2 separate regions of the Cricetulus griseus genome follow, and region 2 is linked to region 1. Evidence: chromatin contacts called from public Hi-C data. All regions are on one chromosome and are shown on one strand. Each heading gives the region's core, a stretch centred on a gene start, on an enhancer-like site or on the middle of the called end of the contact. The rest is flanking DNA. Distances are from core to core; before and after follow the strand shown.

The links. Hi-C and Micro-C count contacts between places; a contact is called where the count stands out from the background.
Region 2: a Hi-C map of fibroblasts shows a contact between it and region 1, with 3 times the contacts expected there. The contact joins the enhancer-like site here to the promoter of Hnrnpa3 in region 1. A contact is called at or near these places in 4 of 8 Hi-C or Micro-C datasets (the CHK-Q cell line, the CHO-K1 cell line and fibroblasts).

The regions. Positions count from the first base shown.
Region 1 is chr6:99,407,972-99,415,173 of CriGri-PICRH-1.0, forward strand. It overlaps Hnrnpa3 (heterogeneous nuclear ribonucleoprotein A3), which reads right to left and starts at 4,739. Exons shown (of 11, transcript XM_027420139.2): 1 at 4,589-4,739; 2 at 2,357-2,479; 3 at 2,126-2,272; 4 at 1,837-2,047; 5 at 1,221-1,310; 6 at 1,041-1,136; 7 at 873-953; 8 at 248-391. The coding sequence starts at 4,660.
Region 2 is chr6:99,447,017-99,454,218 of CriGri-PICRH-1.0, forward strand. No RefSeq gene overlaps it. Among named protein-coding and RNA genes, the nearest start is that of Hnrnpa3, 38 kb to the left of the region's middle. Within about 2 kb of position 4,040, at least 3 of the 6 cell types and tissues checked have open chromatin away from gene starts, as enhancers often do. A contact at or near this core is called in the CHO-K1 cell line and fibroblasts, where this site is marked.

The sequences.
Region 1 (7,202 bases), core at 3,489-5,988:
TGATCTAGAACTCAAGATCTCCCTGTATACATACCTTAAAAATTGTTTTCTAGTTGTGAAATGTATGCAGTGCCCATTTTTCCACAACTTAAAAATGGACATGGTAAGTTTACATGGATGAGATGTGTTTTAATATAGCTATTTAACACTTAAAACTTTGCCAGTGTATCCTTTAAACATTTCCAAGCACTGCAGAGAACTAATTTAAATGCTAATTTGTATTTACTTCAAACATCTGTTAACTTACCTCCACCAAAATTTCCTCCTTCATTGTAACCATCATATCCTCCTCCACCACCACCATATCCACCACCTTGGTTTCCATATCCTGGTCCACCACCACCATAGCCTCCTCTACTACTGTAACCAGGACCACCACCATAGTTGCCACCTGAAAAGAAAGCGACACAGAAACAAATGTTCAGGGAAGGCCAAATACTACACCATCACTGGCAATGAACCACTGAACAGATTTAACATTCCAAATCTAGTCAGAGCCAAGCAATCTTGATGGGTAAAACTTAAGATGAGTGTTTTTGTTCTTTCAAACAAGTCAGTTTTTATTTTCACTCATGACAATATAGCCTTACACAAAGCAATTTTAGCTCAACTGCTGATACAAATAAAACTTATTGCCAGAAGATAACAAGTTAATATTTACTTCCATCCTTGGGAAGAGGCTTCCTCTTCTGTGGTTCTAGTTATGAACTATACTTCAATCCATTCAAAGTTTTAGGACTGGAAGGTATGACACTTTTAAAACAGTTAAAACGCTATCATATCTATGTTTAAGTTTTCTAACTAGCAAAAGGCTATGTGGATTCCTGGCAATGCAGAAATTAAAAGACAAAACTCAGTCTTTAAATACTCACCATCACCTCCAAATCCATTATATCCACCATCACCACCTCCATAACTACCTCTGCTGCCACCACCTCCACCACCATAGCCTCCTGAGGAAAATCAAAGTTTGAATTAAAATGATACCTTCAACTGACTACTAAATTTATGATGCATTATACTAAAAACAAGCACCTTACCTCTTCCACCAAAGTTTCCACCACGACCAAAATTACCTCCACCACCTCCAAAGTTTCCACCACGACCCATAAAGTTGCCAGATCCACCTCCACGACCTGTAACACATGTTGAAGTAAAAACTTCAAAATCTTTCAACTACTGTTCATGTCTATTATTTATGTGCATATGATCCTACTTACCTCTCTGTGATCCAGCAGACTGCATCTCTTGTTTAGAAAGGGCCTTTTTCACTTCACAATTATGCCCATTAATAGTGTGGTATTTCTGAACTGTAAGTTTAAGTAAAAAAAACCACAAAGTTATTTTTTTGTTTGGAAAACCAAAGTGAAACCCTTGTTGCCATGCAATTAATTAAAATGATAGACTGAGAAGGGAATAAGAGGATATTTGGGGAATAAATGTTTTTTTGGGGGTAGTGGGGTTTCCAGAGACAGGGTTTCTCTGTGGCCTTTGGAGGCCTTATAGACCAACCTGATCTGCCTGCCTCTGCCTCCCAAGTGTTGGGATTAACGGCGTGGGCAACCACCGCCCAGCCAAGAAAAGTTAATCTAGATGGGTTTCAACCTCCACAGGGATCACATTATCAGATAAGCAAAACAGCAGCAAAATTACAGTGATGAAGTAGAAACAAAAATGTTATTGGGGAGGGGTCAACACAACATGAGGAACTATATTAAGGGTTACAGCATTATGAAAGTTGAAAACTAGAATTACATCCTTTTACACCTTTCACGAAGTGTAAGTTAGTGAATTCAGTAGAAAATAAAAATCATTTATGTTGCAACTGTTACTTACCAACAATTTTATCAACGGTGTCATGATCATCAAAAGTTACAAAAGCAAATCCTCTCTTTTTTCCACTCTGCCTGTCTTCCATAACTTCTATGGTTTCAATCTTGCCATACTTTTCAAAGTAGTCTCTCAGGTTATATTCTTCTGTATCTTCTTTAATACCACCAACAAAAATTTTCTTCACTGTTAAATGGGCGCCAGGCTTTACAGAATCCTGCAAATAAAATAATTTTAAGTCAAAAAAACCAAACTCTCACAGTTCCATGCATTATACAACATGTTATTAAAATACCTCTCTGGAAACAGCTCTCTTTGGTTCCACCACACGCCCATCAACCTTGTGTGGCCGAGCACACATTGCAGCATCCACCTCTTCAACACAAGAGTAGGTCACAAAACCAAAGCCCCTGGAACGTTTTGTTTGGGGGTCTCTCATTACCTATAAAATAAACAAATGAAAGTATTTAAATAGTCTCATAGGTCCCCATCCCTTCCTAAGACAATCCTCACCCCAAGGACTCACCACACAGTCTGTAAGTGTGCCCCATTTCTCAAAATGTTCTCTTAAGCTATCATCTGTGGTTTCAAAGCTCAGACCACCAATAAACAGCTTCCTCAACTGTTCTGGTTCCTTTGGATCATGGCCCTGAGAAAAAAAGATCGATACAGTTTTATTTTTTCTTGAAGCAAATTGTTACAAGAGTCTCAAAATTTCTATCATTAATACTCCCAATTAAAAATCTGCTCTCTACGCTGGGCATGATAATACACACCAGTTAATTTCAGCGTTTGAGGCAGAGGCTAGCCTGGACTATGTATCCAGTTCCTAGCCATTATTAAGTATGTAGAGGGTGGGTTGTTGCCTTAAAAACAAAAAAACCCCACTACAATGGTACCCCGGGTCACTTTAAACATTATGTAACTAAACTGAACCCCAAAACAATCCCAGAGTAAAAAATAACTTTTTGAAAGCTACAAGTGTATGTTAGGGGTGTATTTCAGATGTGTGTAACAAGTCATTCACAACAAAAAAGAACCCAGGAGTCAGCATTATTCAACCCATGCCATTTTCACTATCCTCAGTCTGGAACAGCAACAAACCCGTATTTTAAAACACAATCTGTGAAATGCAACTTAAAAAGTTTGGAGTGGCAAATTGAGAGAGATTCAGATTTCCAGCACATCAGTTATCTAAGACATTCCTAGGCATATCCCACAAGAACAATACAAATCAGCGATAAGATTAGGCCCGTAGTGCTTTGAGAGGGGAGCTGCTGAGGGAGGTTCTCAAGGACAGGCTAGGCAAGACTGGGCCTTGAGGCAGTCCTACTTCAGCCTTCCACGTGCTAGGGTAACAGGTGTACATCATTACACCTAGTTGCACTACTTAGCTTTCTGTAATCAATTTAACTTGGTGGATGCCCATTTACATCATATAGTTAAATGATTTCAAACAGTACACCGATATTCACAAGTATATAATTTGAATTTGTCACATATAGCATATACCATCTGCCCAAGGAAGTAAGCACAAAACCGTATTGACTTAGAATATCTGGTATGAATTTTTCATTTGGAAGGTTTTAACATTCAAATGAATTGCTTTTAATGCACGCACTAAAACAATGCAACACAAATCCTTAAAGGAGACTCACAATCACATTTAAAAACTTCTTCAATCTTCTAAAGTAGTAATTAAAGCATTCAATACTTAAATACTGCCACATACTAGAAACACGTTAAATGATCAACTGCCCAAAGTTTTAATTCACGTAGTCCCATTTATTCAAGCCTCGGATGAACGCAATTGACAATACACAAAAACAACATCTCCGTACACACAAAAAAATCCTCGTAGTCGTGAAATTTTGACTGTGGTCGAAGTTCTCTAAAACCAAAATCCAGGAAACCACAACCGGTGCCAATCCACGAGAAATTAAATCGGTAAGATATTAAGCTCCAAATTAGCACTTATCTACACGCAAATCCTTGAAATGGTTAATCCTTCAACCACCAGACGCCATAAGCACTTTCATTCCAAACACTTGAGCGAAACTAGCGGGTTAGGAAGCACCTCAAAGCAGCAAGCATTTCAGTAATGTATCCCCAAATCAACGGTGAGAAAATCCGGCCGGAGATCTGCGCGGATTGCCGTCACCGAGGAGGCCCGAAGGCCCAGATACGCGCAGGCAGCACCCCAGCGGAAAGCACCGCGCCCCGAGGCTCGAGGCCATCTGCGGCAAAATGCCCGGCCGCCTCTCGCCGCTCCCTCCAATCCCACGCACTCCTCCTTGGCGGCGTAACCAGGCGGCGGCCATTGCGGGCCAATGCGCCATTTCGTAACGCGGCAGCGGATCAATGTCAATGTGGCCGCCGCCCGCCTGCTCGCTCGCTCGCCCGGATGTGCTCCTCCCCTCCCCCACCGCCTCCTCCCAACCGCTCCCGCGGAGGCCCGCCATGCCGCCCGCGGCCTCGCCAGTCAGGCCGCGCAGGCCTCGGGATCCTCGCCCGGCCGCGGACCACCTCCCCGGCCGCGCCGCGTCTCCGAGGGCTGCTGGTGCGGCCGACCGAGAGGGCCAGGCCGACCGAGGGCCTCGATGGGGCCGCTAGGCCCGCTCCCCTCCCCCTCCCACCGCCCTCTCAGCGCAGAGCGCGGGACGATCGTCCCGGTTTCCCCCGGCCTCCCCGCTCCCATCGAGCCAAAGCCCCCCCACGCCGGCAACTACCCAGCAACCCCCCGCTCTCCCCCTAATACCTCCTCCCCCCGGCGGCGGCGGCGACGGCCGGAGTCAGGCTGGGGGCGACCGGGCGGCGGTTTTACCTCCATTTTGAGACCGGACTCGCCTCTTCCAACTCGAGTTCAATATGGGACCGAGAGGAAGAGGCGGGGCTAGTCATCACGTGACGCGCTTTCCGCGCGCCGCCCGCCCCTCGGGGGCGGAGTCACGCCTAAGCGGAGCGCGACTGGACGGGCGGGTTGGCGGGCCGAGAGCGGCGGGTCCGGATTGGTCGAGCCGCGGGAGCGCGCGCGCCTCACCAACTTCCAACGCAGCGCCGCCCTCGCCGCGGTTCGCGCCAGGCAACGTCAGGTACGTCAGCGGCAGCTCGACCAATGGCAAGCGCCCACGTCGGGAGAAAGCCGCGTGACCGCGCGTCCGCCCAGAGAAAGGCCTATTCCCTTTCTTTTTGGCGCCTCTCGCCCCTCCCCGCGCGCTTTTGGGTCTCCATTTCCCAGTTCACCCTATTGCAGTGCCGGAAGGAAGAGCACGCTTTTCTGTCCTGCGACTTAAGGTTGCCAGAAAGCCTGCGGACCCCTTTGCCTCCCTCGCGGAATCTAAATGTTGGGGGCCCGAGGTGTGCAGAGTGTGACGGCGCCGTCCCCTTGGGAGGCCCACGCTGCAAGCCCTGCGGCACTGACGTTCCTAAGTCCCGCACGTCGCACGGGCGGGAAAATGCGGCTGACTGGATGAGACTCTCTATAGGCGACTCTCAGAGTTAAAGAATTAAGATTTTTATCAATCTGGGGGGAAGGAACGGAATCGTTTGTTTAGGGCACAGAATTTTAGAGAATGGAGCCATTTCCAAAGTTTCTTTTTTTCTTTCTTTGTTTTTATTTACTTATTTATTGGGGGGGGGGTTCGAGACAGGGTTTCTCAGAGGTTTGGAGGCTACCCTGGAACTCACTTTGAAGATCAGCCTGGCCTCGAACTCACAGAGATCCACCTGCCTCTGCCTCCGGAGTGCTGGGATTAAAGGCGTGTGCAAACTAACGCCTGGCTCCAAACTATCTAAAAAGGTTTGGTGGCCAGATAGGCTGTCTTTTACTAGTGTCTTTTTAAAATGACAGCTGTTTGAAGTTTTATTGTGAAGCACATAAATGAAATAGAAATCGAATCCTTTCTCGGCCTGGCAAAGGGATTTGAAATCATTTGGACTTTTAGATTTTCAAATAAAAGTCAACATAGGATTCGATGATCTCCCAACACCCATGACAACAGGCGTGGTATAGCATATCTCGAGCCCACTCTGACCTACGTGGAGTTCCAGGCAGCCAGTGCTGTATAGTGACACCCTGTCTCAACAACAACAACAAAATCTGCAAATCCATTTAAATAAAGTTACTAGGGGAAAGAACAGCACAATTGACAAGCCCTTTCCTGCAACAAATAGCCTATTTTAATTTAAATTCAGCATAACAGAACAAACTTTGTCTTTCCCTGTGAGATACTAGAAATGGATTCAGGTGGTGGAGACTGGTGGATCTCTGAGTTTGAGGCCAACCTGGTGTACAGAGCAAGTTCTAGGACAGTTAGGGCTACACCAAGAAACTGTCGTAAGAAAAAGAAAAGAAAAATGAAGAGAGAAAAAATGGACTCAGGTATGTAGTAACTTGCTTGCCTAGAATGCATGAGGCCTTTGCCTGGATCCTCATCTCCTCAAACTGGGCAGGGTGACACAGCCCCTAATCCTAGCATTTGTGAAATTGAAGTGGAAGATCCAAAGGAATCTTTGAGGACAGCCAGGTGTGGTGGCTGAGACTTTTTTTCTTGCATTTTCGAGTCAGGGTTTCCCAGTGGCTATGGAGCCAGTCCTAGAACTCACTCAGTAAGTAGACCAAGCTGGCCTGGAACTCACAGAGGTGGTCTTTTGAATCTGCCTCCTGATTGCTGGGAGTAAAGGTTTCAGGCACCCAGGGCTGTGGTGGCACAAGCCTTTAATCCCAGCAGGAGGCAGATTCAAAAGAATCTCTGTGAGTTCTAGGCCAGCCTGGTCCACACAGCTAGTTCCAAGAGAGACAGCTACACAAAGAGACCCTGTCTCAAAAAAGTTCAAGGACATCCACAGATACAAAGGGAATGTGAGGCCACTATGGGCTACAAGATACCCTGTTTCTAGTTTGCTTCTGTTGCTGTAATACCATGACCAAAAGCAATTTAGTAGAGTAAATTCATTTTTTACTTCCAGGTCATGGGCCACCATTGAAAAGTCAGGGCAGGAATGGGAAGCAGAAACCATTGATGATTTTTGCTTGTTTACAGGCCTGTTCTCTGACATATGCTCAGCTAGTTTTTTTCGGGGGATTAGGGAGACAAAGTTCTTTGTTTTTGTTTTGTTTGCTTGTTTGTCGAGACAATGTTTCCTTGTTTAGCTCAGGAGCCTATCCTGGAACTTGCTCTATAGACCAGGCTAGCCTCTAACTCACAGAGATCTGGCTGCCTCTGTCTCCCAAGTGCTGGGATTAAAGGTTTGGGTCACTAACGCCTGTTTTATCAATAATTTTTTTGATCTCATTTTTTTGAACTGTATAACTTTTTTTTTTTTTTTTTTTTTTTTTTTTGAGGCAGGGTTTTTCTGTGTAACCACTCTGG
Region 2 (7,202 bases), core at 2,790-5,289, 38 kb after region 1:
ATGGGGTTAGCTCGTTAAAAAAAAATAAAGCCTCATGCAGTTTGCAGCAAGCTCTCGAATCCGCCTGGTGATTGGGGTGACCGCGGTTGTGGCCTGGGACCCCGGATATCTGAGTTTTCCGGGGGGTCTAACACCACCAATGCCTGGCTGTAACTTCAGAGTTTTAAATTTCCTCTGATTGTTTTCTAAAAGTGTTATGACTTTAACCTAAAGCCATAGCCTTTTGCTATGACACCAAGATGTAAATCTGTTCCAGCTACCTTACAGATACCTGCAATTCCCTGGGAAAAGTTCTTCTTCTTCTTCTTCTTCTTCTTCTTCTTCTTCTTCTTCTTCTTCTTCTTCTTCTTCTTCTTTTTCTTAAACAGTTTCTTCCAACATTTTGCATTATGTTTATTTATATTTATTTCATGCATTGGTGAAAACATACATGTGGGACCACTTGCAGAGGTTAGCTCTTTCCTTTCGACATGTGGGTCCATGGGATCATATTCAGGTTGCTGGGTATGGAGGTTCAATTGAGAAACATCCCCATTAGCTCAGCATTTGAATGCTTGGTTCCCAGTTGGTGGTGCTGTTTGGGGGACTTTTAGGGGGTGTGGCCTTGATGGAGAAAGCGTGTCACTGGTGGCAGGCTTTGAGAGTTTACAGTCCCATCCCACTTTCAGTTCTCTCTTTCTCTGCCTCCTGTTTACAGTTAAAATGTAACTATGGTTGATTTGTGGTACTTAGCATAACTAACTCCATTTTGGTTTGGTTGGGACATAATACATGAGTTGAATTTGGAATGATGGTCCTTGGGGTCTGGAGAGAAGACTCAGTAGTTAAGAGCACTGACTGTTCTTCCAGAACTACAAAAACTGGGTGATGGTGGCTTACACCTGTAACCCCAGCACTCAGGAGGTAGAGACAGGTGGATCTCTGTGAGTTCAAGGCCAGCCCACAGAATGAGTTCCAGGACAGGCTCCAAAACTACACAGAGAACCCTGTCTCAAAACAAAACAACAGAAAAAAGTGTGATCTTTTAGCTTTGTGCTTCTTCATCCAGGCCTGCCACTTGCTGCCACATCTACCTACCATGATGGACTCTTCTTGTCTCTGGAACCACAATAAGCCCAAACAGGCTCTTCTACAGGTTCCTTTGGTTATGACTTTATCACAGCAACAGAGAAGTAACTGAGTCATCAGCTTTGGCGGCAAGTTTCTTTACCCACTGAGCCATCTCACTGGACCCCTAATGAACGTTATTAGCAATTTATGAGCAACTCATCTAAAGATTTTGAAAAGGGAGTTCATGGGCTGGGGCAAGGAGTTGAGTGGTGGAACACTTGCCAGCCTAAGGCTCTGAATCTGTTGCTCAGAACTACAAAAAGAACCAGGAAAGAAAAGAAAGGGAAGGCATCCTACTGGGCATTGCAGAAATTGGTTTTTCTTTCTTTCTTTCTTTCTTTCTTTTTTTTGTTTTTTGTTTTTTGTTTTTTGAGACAGGTTTCTCTGTGACTTTGAAGGATGTTCTGGAACTAGCCCTTATAGACCAGGCTGGTCTCAAACTCACAGAGATTCACCTGCCTCTGCCTCCTGAGTGCTGGGATTATAGGAGTGTGCCACCAACGCCCAGCTCTTTTTTTTTAAATTTTTATTCATGTGTTCATGTGTATCTATTTGTATGTATGCCACATATATGAAGGTTCCCACATAGGCCACAGGAAGGGGTTGGGTCTCCTGAAGTCCAAATGATAGGAAGTTGTGAACACTTGAATTGGGTACTTGGATCTGAACTGTCCTCCTGAAGAGCAACACGTGCATTAACTGCTGGAGTCTCATCTGATCATGTAAAGTTTCAATTTGATTTGTGGTGCTTAGCATAACTAACTCCATTTTGGTTTGGTTGAATTTAGAATGATGGTCCTTGGGGGCTGGAGAGAAGACTCAGTATTTAAGAGCACTGACTGCTCTTCCAGAGGTCCTAGGTTTGATTTCCAGCACCCACATGGCAGCTCACACCTGTCTGTGACTTCACTCATTTCCAGTGAATCTGACATTTTCTGGCTTTTGAGAACACTAGGCAGTACCTGCTGTATAGACAGACATACACATAAGCAAAACATTTATACATGTAAAATAAATTGTATTATTATTATTATTATTATTATTATTATTATTATTATTATTTGGCTTTTCTGTGTAGCAGCCCTGGCTGTCCTGGAACTTGCTTTTTTTTTAAAACCAGGTTGGCCTTTAACTCACTCCCAAGTCCTGGGACTAAAGACATGCACCACTACCACCCAGCTAATTAAATTTTTTTTTTAAGAGAAAGATAAGGGCTAGAGAGATGGCTTAGTGGTTAAGAGCACTGGCTGTTCTTCCAGAGGATCTGGGTTCAATTCCCAGCACCCACATGGCAGCTCACAACTGTCTGTAACTCCAGTTCTAGGGATCTGATGCCCTCTTCTGGCTTCCGTGAGCACTGCACATAAGTGGTACAGACGTTCATGTATCATACACATACAATAATGAAATAAAGAAAAAACCCAAAGATGGCCTCATATAAGTTTTATTTACTACTTCTCAAAGGCCCTGCCTCTAAATACCATCATATCAGGAGTAACACTTCAACCTATGAATTCAGGGGACACAGAAGTAAATGCATAGCAAGTTCTTTGGGTTCCCAGTTTTCATTCTCAGCATCTTTTGCACACATCTGTGGGGAGGAGAGGCACTGGAGCAATGTATGACTCTGCTACTTTGGGGTTTCTTGGCAGGCAGTATCCTAAGCAGGGCCTCCAGGAGTGACTGTGCGATGGCCATTCCATCTTGAGAAGGAACCAGCTGGAGCTGGGTATGACAGGAGATATTAAAACTGTAAAGACAGATGGTGGTGGTGGCGTACACCTTTGATCCCAGCACTCAGAGGCAGAGACAGGCAGATCTTTGTGAGTTCGAGGCCAGCCTGGTCTACAGAGCTACACAGAGAAACTGTGTCTTGGAAAAAAAAATTTGTAAAGTTAAGATGGGTGTGGTGGTATATGCCTTTAATCCCAGGGCTCAGGAGGCAGAGGCAGGTGGATCTCTGTGAGCTCATGGCCAACCTGGTCCACAAAGTGAGTTCCAGGCCAGCCAGGACCACATAGTGAGGTCCTTTCTAAAAAAAAAAAAAAAAAAAAAAAATTGTAAAGATAGGCTGTCAGACCTCTCTTTACTCACAAAATTAAGGTTTAGCAGGCAAGCAGGAGGTGCAGTTGAAGCTGACCTCAAAGAGGCACAGAAGGCTCTGCCCTACCAGGGATCCTCCCAAATGGACCTATGGACAGGATGAAGAACTCAGCTGGGCCTGAAACGAATGGGAATTTTATATCCATGATCCCTCCAAAACCTTTGAAACCCTCCTTTTCAAAAGTCTGGCTTTAAAATGAAATTTGACCCCATTTTCTTCAGACCTGGATTGAATTAAAAATAAAAAAGTCTCTATAACAAAGAACAAAGACAGCAAAGGCAACCAGAGGCCCAGTCACCTCCCATCCAGAAAAGAACTGTTCTGTCAAATCAGCTCATGGCTAAATCTATACATCTTCTGACTTTTGTCTCATGGCGTGTTAAAAATAGTAAGGCTGCCATAGGCTTGGGGGACAGAAATGAAGTGAAGAGCTTTGTCTCTTTGATTTGGCCACACTGTAAACAAACCCAAACCCATATCCTTTACCAATTACTCTTTTTGTTGCTGTTGTTTGTTTGTTTTAATGGAATAACAAGAAACTGAGAGGGTGGGACATGGGGTACTGAGTGATCTGTAACAGCCTGTGTATGGTTCTGAGTGGCCACGTTCCTCTATAGGACACTTTCGTCTCATGTGTACAAAGGCATAGTGCAGGCTTGTGTTTTTGACTTGATACCAAACCCCGTCTGGGACTGTAACCGAGATGATGCCATTGGGTACACAGATTCTGACCTCCTGTCCCGATTTTCTCAGAGTAAAAAATAGCCCTGTGAATGATTTTCAAAGGAGGAAATGAGTCAGTCCTCTTGTCACGCGATGAACTCCATGATTAAGGCTCTCTCTCTTCGCCGACACAATTCAAGCATCCTCGCTTCCACCCACTACCCTCACTGCCTCCCACACCATTTGCTAAACTTGTCTGGATGTGTTTGAGTTTAAGTAGCAGACCCATTTTGGGTCCCTGCCAGGGGCCCCATTGGGGCCTTGGCAAATCCTGCCAATCCTGCCTCACCAGTTTGAGGAATCTGTCCAGGCATGCTTCAACCCTAGCAGCAATGAGGTTTTCTTCCATGTGCACAAAGAGGGGAAGCAGGAAAGGAAGCCGAGGCCAAAAAAACAGCGAGTGGAGGACAGAGCCATCCAGTGGCCTTTCCTGCCCCGGCTCTTCTGTGTGATATTTATTTGGAGGCTTAAATTGGCTGCAAAAATTGCCTTTTTTCCTTCGTATCCCCGGGATCATGAGTAATGTGTGGGTCAGGCTGTCTTTCTTTCTTTCTTGAAACAATTCTTTATTGTTAATAACATCTTTAGATAATATATGGGAGGTGAATGTCAGGAAATATGTAAAATTATAATTTAAATGAAGACAACCAGAGGTGTTTTTTGTTTTTTGTTTTTGTTTTTTGGTTTTTCGAGACAGGGTTTCTCTGTGTAGCTTTGGAGCCTATCCTGGCACTCGCTCCGGAGACGAGGCTGGCCTCGAACTCACAGATATTTACCCCTGCCTCTGCCTCTCAAGTGCTGGGATTAAAGATTCTGATTTTTGCAACAAACAACAAACAACAAACGATCAGCCAAACTCATCTAAATGCAGCCTCCCCACCCGCACCCCCCACCTATGCTACACAGCGGCTGTACTTGCATCTCATATTCCCTGGACTGTTAATGACAGGTGATAGTAGAAAATAGAAATTTGACTTTTGACTTGTTTTTAAGCAGTGGTCAGATGAGTAGATACACAGGACACATACAGAGTGCTCTTTCAAACCTTGTTGAAGGTTACATTATCACTAATAAAACCAGAGAGAATCCGGAGAAGCCCTTCAGCTTATTTGTTTTTATTGCCAAGTTTGGAAACTGCTGAGTTAAGTGGCAGGCTGCTGTTAGCTTCACTACAGATAGCACGTCTGTCCTCTGGGTCGGGAGCTGATGGGGTACCACATGGATTAGTCCGGAGTTTGGAGGTAGGCTCAACTCACTGAAATCACTGAGCCTTCCCTTTAGTTTGTGAAAGTGTCTGATGGGTGACCATTGATGACAAGGCCCAAACCCCACCTTCAGAACACGCCAACGTCACCATTCTCTGAGGAGCCTTGAAGTCTGGTTTCTAATACAGATCATCAATTACTTCCTTTCACTCACGACTCAGACTCCTCTCTGTCATATGTCTACAATAACCTGAGACTTTATTTCCCGGGATGCAGAGCTCAGCTCTGTGCTCCTAGCTCCACAGGTTGCTTCGTGAATGAATTATCATTGTCTTCCTGGGGGGGGGAGGGGTTTTGCAGTGTCACCCTGGCTGACCTGGTACTCCCTGTGCTGTAGCTTCCTGTCAGCTCCTGCACCTGGCTTTACACTCTCACTTTCTTTGTTTTTTTTTGTTTTTTTTTTTCAAGACAGGGTTTCTCTGTGGCCATACCCTCTTTGAGGGGAATTCCCAGGGGAATCAATGAAGTCTCATAGTCTTTCCCATCACCACATTGAGGCAGGACCAAGCCTCCCCTCCCTCCCAGACTGAGCAAGGTATCTCTCCATAGGAAATGGGCTCCAAAAAGCCAGCTCATGCACTAGGGACAGATCCTGGTACCATTGCCAGTGGTCACACAAACTGCTCAAGCTACCCACTGCATTCAGGGGGCCTAGTTCGTCCCTATACAGGTTCTGCCCGGGAGAGTCTTGAACTTGGAATCCATTTGAAGGAACCAGCTTCCCTTTTGGCAGCCATAACGGCCAAACACGTGCTTCTATGACCTTGTTCTAGACACTAGAAAGTCAGATGCCTGTCTCGTGACAAGGAACCAATCAGAAGTTAGCTGGTGGCGCTATGCTTTACGACCCTGGGTGTGCTTTACGGACAAGCGCACAGCAATGACGTAGAGAACATAGCAACCACCCTGGGAGGGCCTATGGGCCATAACAACCAGTTGACCAATCAACACAGGGCAAGCCCTCCAAGCCTGGAGACACACCAATCCTGAGCCTGTGTGTACCCCTAGACACTCCCCTTACGCTGCCCTATAAGATCTTTTGGGAGACCCTAGGAGCCGTCTTTTCTAGCCATCCGCCTTGGCGGGTGGATTAAAGACCCAAGCTAACATGGGGTTAGCTCGTTAAATTACAATAAAGCCTCGTGCAGTTTGCAGCAAGCTCTCGAATCCGCCTGGTGATTGGAGTGACCGCGAACGTGGCCTGGGACCCTGGATGCTTGAGTTTTCGGGGGTCTAACACATTAATGTAGGAATGACCACATAGATGAGTAGACAGAAACCAAGGCTCTCCCTGGGTGTGCACCTCCCACTTGGCAGGATTTGTTAGGATTCTCAGCCCCTTCCCACTCCATTGACTCACTGAGAGCTGTCACTCATCCAACATTCCCTGTTCCTGTGGTTATGTAACCAGCTCTCACACCTTCTAAATCTTGGAACTGTTCCCTATTCTTTCGAAGAGCACAGTTTTAATTTCTCTCTATTCAGCTGTTCTCTCATCTAAGCATTACTCCTTGAGCTCTGTCACTTTTCTGAGTGGCTCTAACTACATCCTTGCATCCCTCAGTCGGAGAGCTTCCCCCACTGGACCCGGCAACACTTTTCAGAGATGGGTTGTTGTGTGACTGTTTCTCATCCCCTGTCTGTTTGCCTTCAGGAAACTCCCATGATGAGGCTTCGGTGATACTTCTCTCAACTATTTGTCACAAACTTCAGAATTCTCTGGAAACAGGCTTTCATGTACTTTATTTAGCAGGATTACAGTAGCATATAAAAAGCAGTCATAGGTTAAGCAAAACAAGGGGGAGTCTGGCATATGAGTGGTCCAGGAATGCATTTTGATTTGCTACAGGCAGAGTCGTCTGCAAAAGGCCAACATACCTCCTTTAAACCATCTCTAGTGCACACTCAGGCCTCGGCTCTGTAATCCAGAGTGTGTATTTACTCTAGAAGCAGCAGATCCTGGTCACAAAACACCAACGCCAGCACCTTTCCCAGGTTAG